Linked DNA regions of Mus musculus: region 2 is linked to region 1. A link is a contact called in public HiChIP or PLAC-seq data. All regions are on one chromosome and are shown on one strand. The core of a region is the stretch at or near the end of the contact, and the rest is flanking DNA. Distances in the headings are between cores, read along the strand shown.

Region 1 (7,159 bases), core at 205-2,704:
TTAGCTAAACTGGCTGCCCCAAAGTCCCAGGGGTCCCTTGTCTCCAGGCCGCCTGTGCACTGGGTCTGGTCTGGGTTTGTTTTATGTGGGTGCTGGGTATCTGGGCTCAGATCCTCCTGATTGTGCTTTATTGATCTATCTCCTTAACTCCCAGAATAATGTTGTTTGTTTGTTTTGAGAAAGGGTCTGACTGTGTAGCCAATTGGGGCTTGTAATTCTATTTGTAGACCAGGCTGGCATTGAATTCACAGAGCTCTGCTTGCCTTTGCCCCTGGAAGGTTGGAATTAGAGGCTGGCCTCAAATTCCCTATATAGCCAAGGATGGTCTGCTCTTTCTGTTTCTGGGATTGTAGATGTGAGTGGCTATCAGGGGGTGATTTGGAATTTTGGTGGTAGATTATTTTTTTGGAATGGGGCTTCAGCTGGGGTTGCTATTTTTTTAAATTTATTTAATTACTATATCTACATACACTGTAGCTGTCTTCAGTCACACCAGAAGAAGCTGTCAAATCTCATTACAGATGGTTGTGAGCCACCATGTGGTTGCTGGAATTTGAACTCAGGACCTTCAGAAGAGCAGTCAGTGCTCTTAACCACTGAGCCATCTCTCCAGCCCCCTGGGGTTGCTATTTTAAGTGGGATCTTTTAGAGGTCTTGCTCATGGTTTTGGCAGCCCTGGCTGAGGACATTTGGGAATATTTGCTACCCCTGCCGAGGTGGCGGAAATAGCAAGGAATCTCTTGGGAAGGTGGCTATAGCTTGGGTCAGAAACTAAGAGATTTCTGTAGCCTCTGGGAGGCGTGAGGTGGACGGGCTCCAGCCCCCCCCCCCCTTTTTTTTTCCTTCGAGACAGGGTTTCTCTGTGTAGCCCTGGCTGTCCTGGAACTCACTCTGTAGACCAGGCTGGCCTCGAACTCAGAAATCCGCCTGCCTCTGCCTCCCAAGTCCTGGGATTAAAGGCGTGCGCCACCACGCCCGGCCATTTTGTTTGTTTGTGATGGGTTTGGGGAACTGTGGGTCAGGTTTTTTTTTTTGTCAGAGACTTATAGCTAACATTGAACACTGTGGTGTGTGTGCCAGCATAGAAGACCCATCTTGTCTGTTAGGAGCTGCCTTGCTAATTAGGTAAACTGTGATTAGAGGCCAGTGTGTGTCTGTAGCTCTGGCAGAGGGGACATGAGGCAGGTGTCTAGGCGATTTCGGAAGACCTTTGGGCCACTGGGACAATCCTAGCTGGGGCCCCTCTGGAAGAGGAATTTGGTCAGAGGAGTAGGAAGTTTGCAAACTGGACAGGGATTTGTGAGGGGGCGCCCACTTAGAAGGGAGTTCCACGCACCTTGCCTGCATAGTGATGGATGACGAAACCCGCGCTCCAGCTGTTGAAGTGCTCGTGGGTGCCCACTGCCGCTTGCAGCTTTTGTAGCAGTGTCTGGTCCGCGCCGCCACCGGTAGCATGCATCGTGGCACACACATCATCTAGCACGCTCATGATGCCTGGGGGGCTCTGAGAGGAGCAGAGGTCCGGCTCAGCCTGGCTGGGGTCCTCCCTGATTGAGCCGGGGCCTGGGAGGGAACTCCTAAATACAAGCTCAAAACGTGATCGCTTTCTTTTCTCTTTCTCTTCCCCTTTCCCTTTCCTTCTTTCCCCACACCCCCATCTTTGTCTTTCCTCTCCTCCCACTTCTGGCGTGCAGGGAATCCGTGCCTCTTTTCCTTCCCCAAGTTGATATTGCTTGGAGGATATTACCAGACTCTGAAAATGTTACCAATGGGAATGTTGAGTAAATAAAAGAAAGGTGGGCAGAAGAATCAATGGATGGGTGGCTGGAAATATATTTCAAATATGGGTTCTCCTCACCCCTCAGGATATCATAAACCCTTTCCAGATACACTGGTTTAGCTCTGGAGTCCCCTGTAATGCCCCCTCCTAAAGTCCTCACCAGCTTGTTTTCGATGAGGTCACACACAATTTTGTTGTTGAAGTATTCGATGGGGGTCCAGCGGATGCCCTCTTGCACATACTCCTCCTGGAGGTGGGGGGCAGTAAGACAGTGTGGAGCCTGCCTCTCCATCTCATCACTCTTCCTTGGGAGGATATCCCTGCCTCTGGTCCTGCTGACATACAGCCAGCAGGAGTTGTAAATTAATACCCTTATTTGAGCTTTGGGCTTTTTTTCCCTCTCTCTCTCTCTAATAATTTTTTTTTATTCACTTTACATCCCAAACACAGTCCCCCTCTCTCCTCTCCTCCCAGTCCCACCCTTACAAACCCCTCCCACCATTCTCTTCTCAGAGAAGCTGGAGCCTATCTTGGGTACCACCCCACCCTGGGATATGTAATCCCAGCAGGATTAGGTATACCCATCCCTTTATTTTATTTTTTGAGATAGGTCTTATGTAGCTCAGGCTACCCCTGAACTCAATAGGTAGCCAAGGATGACCTTGAACTCCTCTTGTCTCTACCTCCTGAGTGCTGGGATGGCAAACGTGCACCACCACGCCTGGTTTATAATGGTTCTGGGGATGGAATCCACAATTTTGCATGTAGGAGGCAAGCTACTCTACTTATTGAGCTACATCCCTAGGCTGTGCTCTTCTAATATTTATTTTAAATCACTTTTTCATTGTCTTTGCTTTGTATGAGCACCTCCAGAATACATCATTTGTGCTAAACCCTTGCCTCAGACTCTGCATTTAAGACGGAGAAAAAAAATCAAAGCAGATTTATTTTCTTTTTCAGATGCTGGGGTTGGAATCCAGCAAGTCAGGCTACTCTACTGCTGAGCTGTACACTTGAGAGTTCTTGGCAGCGATTTCTGTGCTGCCCCTAGCTCTCTACCCATGTGTCGATTGCTACCTGGCACAAAGCAGTTGCTCAAACAACTGTATTTTTTTTCTACCTTTCTTTTTTGTTTTTTTTTTTTTAGCTCCTCCTTCCTTCCTTCCTTCCTTCCTTTCTTTCTTTCTTTCTTTCTTTCTTTCTTTCTTTCTTTCTTTCTTTCTTTCCACTTCTTCCTCCCCCCTCCTCTTTTCCCTCCTCTCTCCTACCTCTCCTCCTCCTCCTTCTTTGAGATAGGGTCTCTCTATGTTGCCCTGGATGTTCTAGATCAGGCTGGCCTCAAACTCACAGAGCTCCTGCCTGCCTCTGCTTTCTGAGTGAGTGCTGGGATTAAAGGTATGCACTACAACACACAACTCTATGTTTCTTATTTAAATTGGATTCCCACCTCTGCCTCAGCAGCAACCTCTATGTTCTGGTTTCAGGCATGCCCTGCATGTTCCTCCTGCTCTCTCCCCACTCCTATTCCAGGCTGGCCACAAACTCCCTATGTAGTCAAGGATGACCTTGAATTCCTGAGTGCTGGGATGAAAGGCATGCAGCACCACACCCAGTTTATGCAGCCGGTGATGGAACTCACACCTTCATGCATGCTAGGCAAGTGCGCTCTACCAACCGAATGGCATTCCTAGCTTTCCTTTTCTCTTTATAAATTATATGTGGTATTTTGTTATAGTAGCAGGAAGCTGAATCTAATGCAGCGAGCAGAGAGAGGTGGAATGAATTTGTGTGTGGGGGTCCTCAGTGGCATAGAGACCCTTAGGCTTGACGTGCTGTCTTGTGACACTTGGCTGCCCTGCCCACCTGCTCTGCCTTCAGCGTGAGCTCAATAAAAATCTGCTGCAGCTTTTCATTGACGAAGTTGATGCAGAACTGCTCAAAGCCATTTTTCTGTGGAGGAGAGGAAAGGGCCTTTCTGTTAGTGGGCTATGCAATGTCTCTGGCAAATACTGGGTGAGCCTAGGTGACAGACAGACAGGATTGGGCTGAGGGTGAGGGGCAGCCAGAGCCAAACCTGGAAGATCTCAAAGCCGTAGATGTCAAGCACGCCGATGCTGTATTCTTCCTGAGGCTTCTGCATGGCACGGTTGATGGCCTATGGGAGGGTAAAAATGGGGCCAGTGGACACATGGCCAAACCCATGCCACTGGTCACCACCTTCTTGTTATATTTTAAAAACTCCTTTTTCCTAATTCGTGTATGTATGTGTATCTGTGTGTGTGTGTGCTAAAGTGCATACATTTGCATGCCATAGTGTGCATAAGGAGGCCAGAAGATAGTTTAAAGGAGTCTCTTCTCTCTGGGTTCTGGGATTCACACGCAGGTCATCAGGCTTGATGAGATCCTTTATCCAGACTCATGCCTGGCTTTTAAAACTGTGGGGTGGCAGGAGGCTTAGTGGATAGAGATGCTGATGATAGGCTAAATGATGTTGAGTTTGATCTCAGGAATCCACATGGCAGAAGGAGAGAGCCAAACCCCTCAAGTTGATCTCTGACATCCACACATACATTGCAGCATTCAGACACACATGCAACACAATGCACACATGCACACGTGTTGCAGCATTCAGACACACATGCACACATGCACACATGTTGCAGCATTCAGACACACATGCACACAAAGTAAATACATAGGCGTGATAAAAATTAAAATATGGGTTCTGTTGACAGAACTCACATACTCATGCTTGAAAAACAAGCACTTTATCAACTGAGGTCTTGCCCCAGACCTCTACTTATAGTAGGCACAGTAGTACACACTTTTATTCCCAGAAATCAGGAGGCAGAGGTGGGCCGATGTCTGTATGTTTGAGGGCAACCTGACTTACATAGAAAACTCCAGGTTGGGAGATCCTATCTCAAAATAATAAGCAAACAAATAAATGGAAAACCATAGGGTCATTCTATGCAGCTTAAACTGGCCTTCAATTCATAATCTTCCTGCCTCAGGCTCATGAGTGCTGGTGTGTGTTACCATATCTGGCTCCACTAAGTGTTATATGTTTGTTAGTAGTGTGATTATCACTGGCCCTGACATATAATGTCCCCTTCAACTCACTCCACCCAACTCCATACTTATCCCTATGTCTCCTTGACAACCATCGTAGCTCTCAAATGCACCCATCCAGCTCTATCTCCCTTGCTGTGATGGGACTGGGAGGGCTTCAGCAGTCCCTCCACTTGTAGGTTGTCCAAGCTGAAAGCTGCATGTGAGTGTGTATCCTCAGGAACTGGTGAGACGGACAAATAAAGCCTACCTTCCCATTTGTGGGTTCAAATTCCATGGGCTTGTTAAGCACCAGGCATCTGTCAGACTTCCCAGGACTGGTCCTACTCACCTCCACCAGGAAGTCGAAGAGGCGGGCATAGAGTCCCTTGGCCAGTGCGTCACGAGTGTAGGCTGCCTGTTCCACATTGAGGGTCACATCAATGGACTCACTGCGTCCACCCCATTTGCTGTCCATCTTACGGCTGGTCAGCTTCTCTTGCAGCCGCCCACTGTCTATGCCCAGCAGGTAGGCTGGGAAAGCTAAGACTGCCAGGCCAGAGCAAAAGGAAGCAGCTGGTCAGGATCTCTGGACATAGGAGCTTCCCCAGTGACACCAACATGGTTCTCTTGGGATTTGAAGTGGGAAGAAGCAGTCCTTATACTAGAGCCTGATGCCCGACATCACCCACACTCACGGTCTACGCTCTCCACGCGGGCATAATTCCCTTCTTCACAGAAGCTGATGTTCCCCAGGTGCAAGATCCCTGCCACGAGCTGCAAGACAAGCTGCTGCACGCTTGTCGGAATCCCGATGACTTGCATGGCGCTCTGTGGGAAAGACAGGGACAGCTTATGCTACCAACTTTGTTCTCCACCAAGGATCCAGGATTAGATTCCTGGGCCCGTGGCATGAACTCAGGGAGACAAGATGTTTGGTAGCCTGATCTTACTTTGTGTGTGCTAGGCATCTGTGTTCATATATGTGTATGGCAGGCAGAGGTCAACCTTGGGTGTCATTCCTCAGGTACCACCTACCTTGATTTTCTCATTGGATTGGAACTTGATAAGTAGACTAGGTTACCTGGCTGGTGAACCCTAGTAATCTTGTCTTTGCCAGTACTGGTGTTACAAGCAGGGACTATCTTCTCTGGATTTTTTCTTTTCTTTTCTTTTTCTTTTTTTCTTTTTTTCTTTTTTTTTTTTTTTTTTTTTTTTGGTTTTTCGAGACAGGGTTTCTCTGTGTAGCCCTGGCTGTCCTGGAACTCACTTTGTAGACCAGGCTGGCCTCGAACTCAGAAATTCACCTGCCTCTGCCTCCCAAGTGCTGGGATTAAAGGCGTGCGCCACCACGCCCGGCTCCTTCTCTGGATTTTTAATTTTTAAAATAAGTGCTGAGGATTGAACTTGCATGGCAAGTATTTTACTGACTAACACATCTTAACTGCCTGATTTGCCTTGTGTGTGTGTGTGTGTGTGTGTGTGTGTGTGTGATATATGCATTGATATGTTTGTGTAAGTATGCATGTGTATGAGTACACATGTATATGTGAATTCAAGTTTACTTGGAGGCCAGAGATTTACTTTGGGTGTATTCTTCTATTGATCTCCAAGTTAAAAAAAAAATTGGGTGTTAGAAAGACGTGTGTGTGTGTGTGTGTGTGTGTGCGTGCGTGCGCGCGCGCGCGCACAACACTGCCTGTGACTGGAGGTCAGAGAAAAAACTGCAGTTGTCTGTCTTCATTTTTCCACTTAGTTTGGGACAAACTCTCTCAGCTGCTGCATCAGCTAGTCTAGGTGGTTCAGGAGCTGCTGGACCTGTCTCACCGTCTCGTTCTTCATGGAAGCACCGGGATTACACACACCTGGGCTGCCATCTCCCGCTGTTATGTGGATTCAGGAATTCTAAAGTCAGCTCACCAGGCTTGCACTCCAAATGCCTTTTTACCTTCTAAATCTTCTCCCCAGAGCTCCACCTTATTTTTGACACAATTTCTTACTCGTCCTGAAGTTAACTGATTTGATCAGACCAGATGACCAGGGAATCCCAGGATTTTCGGCCTGTCTCTGCTGCCCCAGTGCTGGGGTATAAGCATGTGCTGCCACACCCACCTCTTTTATGTGGCCTTTAGGGATTGAACTCAGATCTTTATGTTTCTACAGCAGGCATTTTTTTTTTCCTTTGGTTTTTTGAGACAGGGTTTTTCTGTATAGTCCTGGCTGTCCTGGAACTCCCTTTGTAGACCAGGTTGGCCTCAAACTCAAAAATCCACCTGCCTCTGCCTCCCGAGTGCTGGGATTAAAGGCGTGCACCACCATGTCTGGCTT
Region 2 (7,159 bases), core at 3,211-5,710, 52 kb before region 1:
GCACATGAGTGCTAGGCTTTATAAAGGGAACATGCCATACCATGATCTCACTCACACTGTCTAGCCTTGTTTGCCAACTTTGATTTCTTCAATTCTTTCATTGCTGTTCATTCTCTTGTCATCTCACTGGACCATGCCTCTACCTATAGCAAACCTGGCTGCTTGGGTACCTCTGGGTTTTCCCTGCCTCACCATCTGGCCTGTATGGATCACTTCGTGGTCTTAAACCTGGGGCATGAGAGAATGAATGCCTTTTTGCAATTAATGTTTCATGGGTGCCCAGGCCAACCACCAAGACCACCTACAAACCTCTGCCTCTGGGGCTGATACTAGAGTCATCTGTGGCCTCCACAGCATCATACAGTTCGTAGATCTCATCCGGGTTCCTGGAAGGATACTTAGAATGAGGACTTTCTTTAGCCTTACACCCATGTCTGACCCCACTCTCCATACACTCACTGTGCAATATGTTGAGGTTGTTGAGCTTGGAAGTGGGTCCCAGTAGAAGAGCCTGTCTTCAGTACCGCTGTGGAGGAAAGAGCAAGGAAGGGAAATGGCTCTGCGCAGATATTTAGCACCCTCTTCTGCCTGAGCCTTACCTGCGGCTGTTGCTGCGGCTCTCCTGAAGCTTTGGATATTGATGGGGCCAGGTGGTAGTGCGGGCTTGGCTGGGGGGTGTCCCAGGCTGCTGGCTGAGGGCAGGGGCCGCCGTCGGGGTGGGCGCTGGACTTGGAAGTCTTCTGATCTCCAGCGGGGTATCCCAGGGACTATAAGCCCAGGGCTGAGAGGGCACTGGGGGCTGGAGCCCGCACTAGCAGAGGGCAGGGAGCATTCAGACACTGAACCAGGAAGCTTGGGCTTTCTAGGCAGACCCTTGGGGAACTCAGGCTGGAAGAACTTGCCGTGTTGAGGCTGCAGAAACTTCCTCGGGAGCGAGTTGAACTCGGGGTCCGAGGATGTTCTAGGGAGGTGACCCAATTCTGGCTGTGAGGGCTTCTGAGAAAGCACATTGGGGTCTGGCTTCTGAGTCTTTTTGGGAACCTTGCAGACTTCAGGCTCCGAGGATGCCCTGGTAAGGTCACTTGGCTGGAGCTGTGGATGCTTCTTAGGGAATGCATTGAAGTCTGGCAGCGGGGAGTGAGACTGGGGGTTACATGACTCAGGCTTCCGAGGGGGTGTCTGGGGGAACTCATAGAACATGGGCTGCTTTGGGGACTTGGGGCAACCAGTGGCTTGAGGATATGAAGGTTTCCTAAAGTTCTCATTGTTCTTAGGAAAGGTACTGATGTCAGGCTGTGGGGAGTGAGAGTCAAGCTCCCTGGACCCACACTTAGAGGGGGATGTCTGAGAAACTTCGATGGACTCTGACTGTGGCTGGGACTTCCTAGAGAAACCAACAACAGCCTCAGGCTGCAGTGGCTTCTTGGGAAAAGTACTGGATTCAGATGGCAAGGGCCTCTTAGGTGCCTCATTGGCCTCAAGGTGCCAAAACATCTTGGGTTTGAGCTCTCCTAGAGGCCTGGCAGGATTGTTAGGCTCGGGCTTCAGGAGCTTCTGGGCAGGAGGAGCACTAGGCTCCTGGGGTGTCTCAAGCTGTGGAGGTCTCTTGGAGAGCTCTCCAAACTCAGGTTTTGGGGGCTTCTTGGGGAGGCTGGCAAACTGGGGCTGTGGGGGCTTCTTGAGATCTGTGAACTCAGCCTGGGAAGGCTTTTTGAGACCTGTGAACTCTGGATGTAGAGGCTTCCTTGGGAATTCAGCCTGTACAGGCTTGTTGGCTAGATGAGGGAACTCAGGCTGTGGTGACTTTTTAAGAACTCCAGGCTGTGGGGGCTTCCTGGGGAGGTCTGCAAACTGCAGCTGCAGTGGTTTCAAAGACACTGCACTGAGCTCAGACTGTGAGGACTTCTTGGGCTGCTCACTTAACTCAGTCTGTGGAAATTTCTTCAGGACTTTGTTTAACTCAGGCTTTGGGGTTTTTCTGAACAGTTCTCCAAGTTCTGGCTGAGAGGTTTGGAACTTAGCTTGGAGGTTTCGGAAGTCCTGATTGCTCCCCTAAAAGACATGGGTCATTCAGGAAGGCTCTCATCACAAGGCGGCAGATGGAGAAACGGTTACAGTTGGTCACAGGCACACAAACCCATCACCCTCCTCTTCCCTTAGGTTCTCATTCTAACTTTGGTTCTTCCCCAATCTCAGCTTCTCTTTTTGGGTAAGAACTACTCCTGTCCCCAGGTTCCTGGAACCCACGCCCTCCAGACTCCTCCACCTAAGCTGTGTCTAACCTCTAACAGGACCTAACTACTTATTCCTTTCTACTAGCCCATGGCCCACGCTTCTGATCAACAATATCTTCAACCTTTGTGCTTTGTGCCACTGCTCCCCCTTGACCTCTCTTTGCCCTCTGCCTGATCACCGGTTCTCCCCAGTCCTTTTTTTTTTTTTTTTCCTGATTTCAAAATACATCCGGAATTCAACTACTTCTCACTGTCACCCCAAGTAGAGGAACTGCCCTCCACAGTCCAGATCACTGTAATGGGCTCCTCCTCCGTGGTCTGCTGCCCTAGAGGAGGCCTATAAAGTGTCTGCTCCCAATCTCTCAGCGAGTTCATCTCTGAGGAAAGCAAACAGTCCCTGAATGACTCAGCAGTGGTCCCCCCACCCCGCCTCTGTCCTGTCTGTAATGCATACCACTCAATGCATGGGTCTCTCCTCTTCCTCCTCTGTGTCTTTATGATAATGCTCCTTAAGGGTGACCTCGGAGATAACCCCATTTTAAATCAGTTTTCTCTTCCCAGTTGCCCACAGTCACCAACATTTTCTACTCTCTTTGTCTCCCATTACCTATGAAGTTTTTTATATTAGTTCTTATATTAGGGTTGTTTTGAGGATTTTTATTTTTGTGGTGTTAGGGATGGAACTTAGCACCTTGCTAAACAAGCTCTAGCAATGAACTATATCTTCCCAGTGATGAGGGTTTTTTGTCATCGTCCTCTCCTCCTCCTCTTCCTCCTCCTTTTTTTTAATTTGTTTTTTGAAGCAGGGTCTCATATATCCTGGGCTGGCCTCAAACTTGCTTTATAGTTGAGGATAACCTTCTGCCTCTGCCTCCCATGTGCTGAGATTACAGGTGTGTGCCACCATTAGTTTAGCTTGCTTGCTTGCTTTTCTTTTTCTCTTCTCTCTTCTCTCCTCTCCTCTTCTCTCTTCCTCTCCTCGCCCCCCTCTCTTTTTCTTTCCTTTCCCTTTCCCTTTTCCCTTTTTCCTTTTTCCTTTCCTTTCCTTTTTTTGTTTTTTGTTTATTTTAAGTCAGTTTCTCACTATGTAGCCCAGGCTGGGATTCAACAGTTCTACTGCTTCAGCCATCTGAGTGCTGGCATTACAGGTGTATACCACCATACCCATTTTGACTATAAATTGTTAAAATTTAGTTGGGGGGACTAGAGAGATTTCTCAGTAGGTAAAGTACTTGTCATGCAAGCCTGAGTTCTAGCTTCAGTACTCATACATAACAAAGTCAGGAGCAGTACCTGTCATCCTAGTTAGCTCTGGAGAGCTTAGGCCAGGAGGCCCTCTAGGGCTTGTTGGCTAGCCATTCTAACTAAGTTAACAAGCTCTACATACATCTATCTAAGATGTGGGTATTAGGTGTCATAGTCCCTGACATGTCTCATGAGGACCAGAAGGGAGGCTCCCCAAATGTACAGGCACTATATGATATGTTTAGAACATTTCTGGTGCTCTCAAGTCTGACCTGCTCTTTGCCATAGGTGCTGGTAGATATCCCCAGCCTATCTTCACCAAGGGTAAAAAAGATTGGAGGACAGAGAGGACAGAACCTTGTAAATCTATCTAGAGATGGACTCAGAAGGATCTCTGGGAAGGAAGCAATTCTTGCCTGGGGTCAGACATTTCTTTGTTGAAGCCCCAGTCTAAGTGAGTTGATGACCACAAGGGTAGATAAGGAAGGGTTTAGCAGAGCACAGCTTGGGTAACGGACTGGAGATGGGGACTGGTGTAGCAGGTGCGTGACCCATTTAATCACTTCACAGGAAACCTCTGCTTATATCCCAGCTGCTGACCTGGATTGAGGGTATATCATTCCAGGCAGACCCAACCAGCACCACACTGCCTTGCAGTCACAGATACAAAGCTGGTCCACAAGAGCTCAAGCTATTATGCCTTGGTTGTTTCTTATCTTTTCCTGTGCCATCTCATCCCCAAGACTGTTCTAGCTCTGTTCTGCTAGGTTACCCATGAGGGCATATTTACCAGTTCCCCAGTTTCTACTTGGGACCCTTGTTACCTGAATGAACTTCCAATGGGGGCTTGAGGACTCACCATGGCTTCAGGGGATGATGAACCACAGGGTGAATGAGCTCTGAGCTTAGGCTTCTGCCTTGAGGAAGTTAAGTGTGGTTTCTGCTCCACGGGCTGACACACCAAGTCGGAGCTGTTGGGCTGGGGAGGGCAGAGGAGGAAGGAGGCGGAGATAGCCTTTCTGTCCCCTCCTTGAGTTCCTGCCTGTCCACTACTGTCCCCAAAGTCAGGTCATTAGACCTAAGCACATCTATAAAGCACAAGTTTCCTAGCTCCTACTAGCCTCTTGATTCCCTATTGTCCCCCTTAGTTTTAACACTTTGGGGTCCTGACAAGCTTTGTCTCTGAAGAGGCAAGCTTAGGACAAACTCAGGACAGTCACAGCACCTTAGTGGGGATTTTATGGCTTTCTCTGGGTCTTAAGACGTCTCTAAAGAGGTAGACCTAGGATATGGCTGTTGCAATGGTGAGGACATATCTGTCCTCCTGTATTGCTTCATCTACCTTGTTTCACCATTTGTACTCTCAACAGGACTTCCCTGTTAAGGTGACAAATGCCCCATCAGCCAGGGCTATGCACCCAAAGCATCATCAACTGGGATAAGCAGACTTATGGGTGGGTGGCATTAAAAGATGTCTAAGTCCTGGGCTGAAGGGACATCACTGTTGCTGTGAAGGTATGGGGTTTTAGGACCTCTCAAGTTCACAGTGGTTAAAGGAAGCAGAGAGAGGAGAAACAAGAAAACTGGATTGCAGGAAAATGAAGCCCAAAGTGGGACAAAGGTAGATATAGGAAAGGAGAGCCCTGACACGTGATTCAGTCCACAGGAACAAAGAACACTCAGCAGGGTTCAGAGGTATGATTCTCAGTTTGGGAACAGAATAGAATTCTTTGAGCTGTTAAAAAAATATCTTCCAGAGATTCTGATGTCACCAGTCTGGGATGTGGTCCAAGGAGGAGGACTACTTACACCCTAGCAGGATGGTTCTGGTGTATAGATGAGTGTACATGTGTCTATGTCCCTGGAGTCACAAAGTACATGCTCTAAGCAACTGGCGTAGTGGTGCATACTTGTAATCCCAGCAGAAGCAGGAAGTTCACTACATTTCCAAGGTTAGCCTAATCTACATAGTGAATTTCAGGCCAGCCAGCACTACATAATGAGACCCTGACTCAGAAACGTAACCAAAAAAGTACATGTTCTACCCAGGTATAGTGGCACACATCCGTAATCCTCGCATGTGGGAGAAGAGGATATTAAGTGCATGACCATCCCCCGGCTGGAAAGTTGAGACCCTGTGAAGGAAGATAACATAAACTAAATCCAAAGTTTGTAGCTCTGTTGGTAGTGTACTTATATAGCATGTACAAAGCCTTAAATCTGATTTCTAGAATCTCATAAAACAGCACTTGGGAGTTAAAAGCAGGAGGATTGGAAAGTCTGGTAGTTTAAGGCTATTGTTGCAGTGCCTTGTAAAAATACAATGAAGCCGGGCAGTGGTGGCGCACGCCTTTAATTCCAGCACTTGGGAGGCAGAGGCAGGCGGATTTCGAGTTCGAGGCCAGCCTGGTCTACAAAGTGAGTTCCAGGACAGCCAAGGCTACACAGAGAAACCCTGTCTCGAGTAAAAGAAAAAAAAAAAAAACCCACAATGAAAACCAATCTTAGAAACAAAATAAATATATGTTTTGACTTAGGTGATGGGCCTGCTGTTGGGTATTATAAGGCTGATAGAGTAGCAAGAACTTGTATAACTCTTGGGAATGAGCCAGGTATGGTTTCAGCTTATTTAAATGGAAATAAAGCAGCTTAGGTTGAGAGGCACACCTTCCTTATTTTAGCACATAGCATCAAGATTCTGATGCTTGTTTTCCTGTCTTGGGTCACAGTTCCTAGAGACGAGTCTGCTTTTATAGGAGTCTCAAGTGGATAGTTTCCAGAATCTTGGTGAATGGAGTCAGGTAGAAATATGAAAGAAGCCACGCCACGCCTATAATCCCAGGTACTGGTTGAGAATATGGCTGGTGGATGTCAGATTCAATTCAGGTTTGGTAACTGAGTGGAGACCCAATCTCAAAACCGAAAACAATGAGTCAGTGAGATGGCTAGGGGTTGTGGTTATGGTTAAAACATTTGCCACACAAACTGGATGACCATAGTTCGATTCCTGGAACACATGTAAGGTGGAGGGGAAAAACCAACCCCACAGCTGTCCTCTGATCTTTATGCTGGCCTGAAAGCACACAGTAGGCCATCAAGGCCAGCACAAGCTAAAGGATTGAACGGCAGGAGACCCAACAGGGGAGAATGCAGGGTTGTTGGTAACCTCCCAGCATGGCTGGCAGACTGTATTTGACCTGCATGAGGATGACCTGGTGGCCCTAACTAAACTATGGAACTAGAAGTCTAAAACAATGGAGGGCCAATTATTGTGGTGTTCCTGGAAGATCTGGGAGTTCTTTGAAGGAGGGAGCGGGAGCGTGGTCCAGAGGCATGAGCTGGGATCCACCTGGGGTTGTTGCTGCTCTCCACTTCTCTTAGGATAAATAGAAGCAATTCCACATCCCTCAGGTGACAGATCTGTTAGTGCATAATTGCCACGAGGTAGCCTGAAACCTGAGTCTGCAGACAAATCTCCAGGAATTTCTCCATCTATTCAAGTCAACCTGAGCAGCTGCATAAGTTCCTGCCAGCAGATACTTTCCCCACACTGACACTCTTGGGTGTTGTCTGCTGGAAAGCTGGGGCACTAGGATGACTTCATTGTTTAGGTGGGAGGTGGAGGTAGAACACTGTGGAGTTCCAGTTTAAAGAGAAGGAGGTTGGGGATTATGGGAGTT

Evidence for each region. HiChIP or PLAC-seq counts read pairs in DNA pulled down with a chosen protein or histone mark.
Region 2: an H3K27ac HiChIP or PLAC-seq map of embryonic stem cells shows a contact between it and region 1, with 7 read pairs. The contact joins the promoter of Pram1 here to the enhancer-like site in region 1. A contact is called at or near these places in 2 of 39 promoter capture datasets (macrophages and neutrophils), 7 of 484 Hi-C or Micro-C datasets (ECoMG-derived neutrophils, Th2 cells, embryonic stem cells and 3 more), 4 of 115 datasets of contacts at active chromatin or transcription factors (the HPC-7 cell line and embryonic stem cells) and 3 of 9 other capture datasets (adipose tissue, liver and pancreatic islet).

What each region holds. Positions count from the first base shown.
Region 1 is chr17:33,580,461-33,587,619 of GRCm38.p6, reverse strand. Myo1f (myosin IF) reads right to left here. Exons shown (of 28, transcript NM_053214.2): 9 at 5,530-5,662; 10 at 5,184-5,380; 11 at 3,855-3,935; 12 at 3,644-3,730; 13 at 1,941-2,027; 14 at 1,337-1,504. Among named protein-coding and RNA genes, the nearest start is that of Myo1f, 28 kb to the right of the region's middle. Within about 2 kb of position 1,454, at least 6 of the 459 cell types and tissues checked have an H3K27ac peak or open chromatin away from gene starts, as enhancers often do. A contact at or near this core is called in embryonic stem cells, where this site is marked.
Region 2 is chr17:33,635,357-33,642,515 of GRCm38.p6, reverse strand. It overlaps Pram1 (PML-RAR alpha-regulated adaptor molecule 1), which reads right to left and starts at 4,460. Exons shown (of 10, transcript NM_001002842.2): 1 at 4,339-4,460; 2 at 600-2,052; 3 at 460-526; 4 at 310-386. The coding sequence starts at 4,341.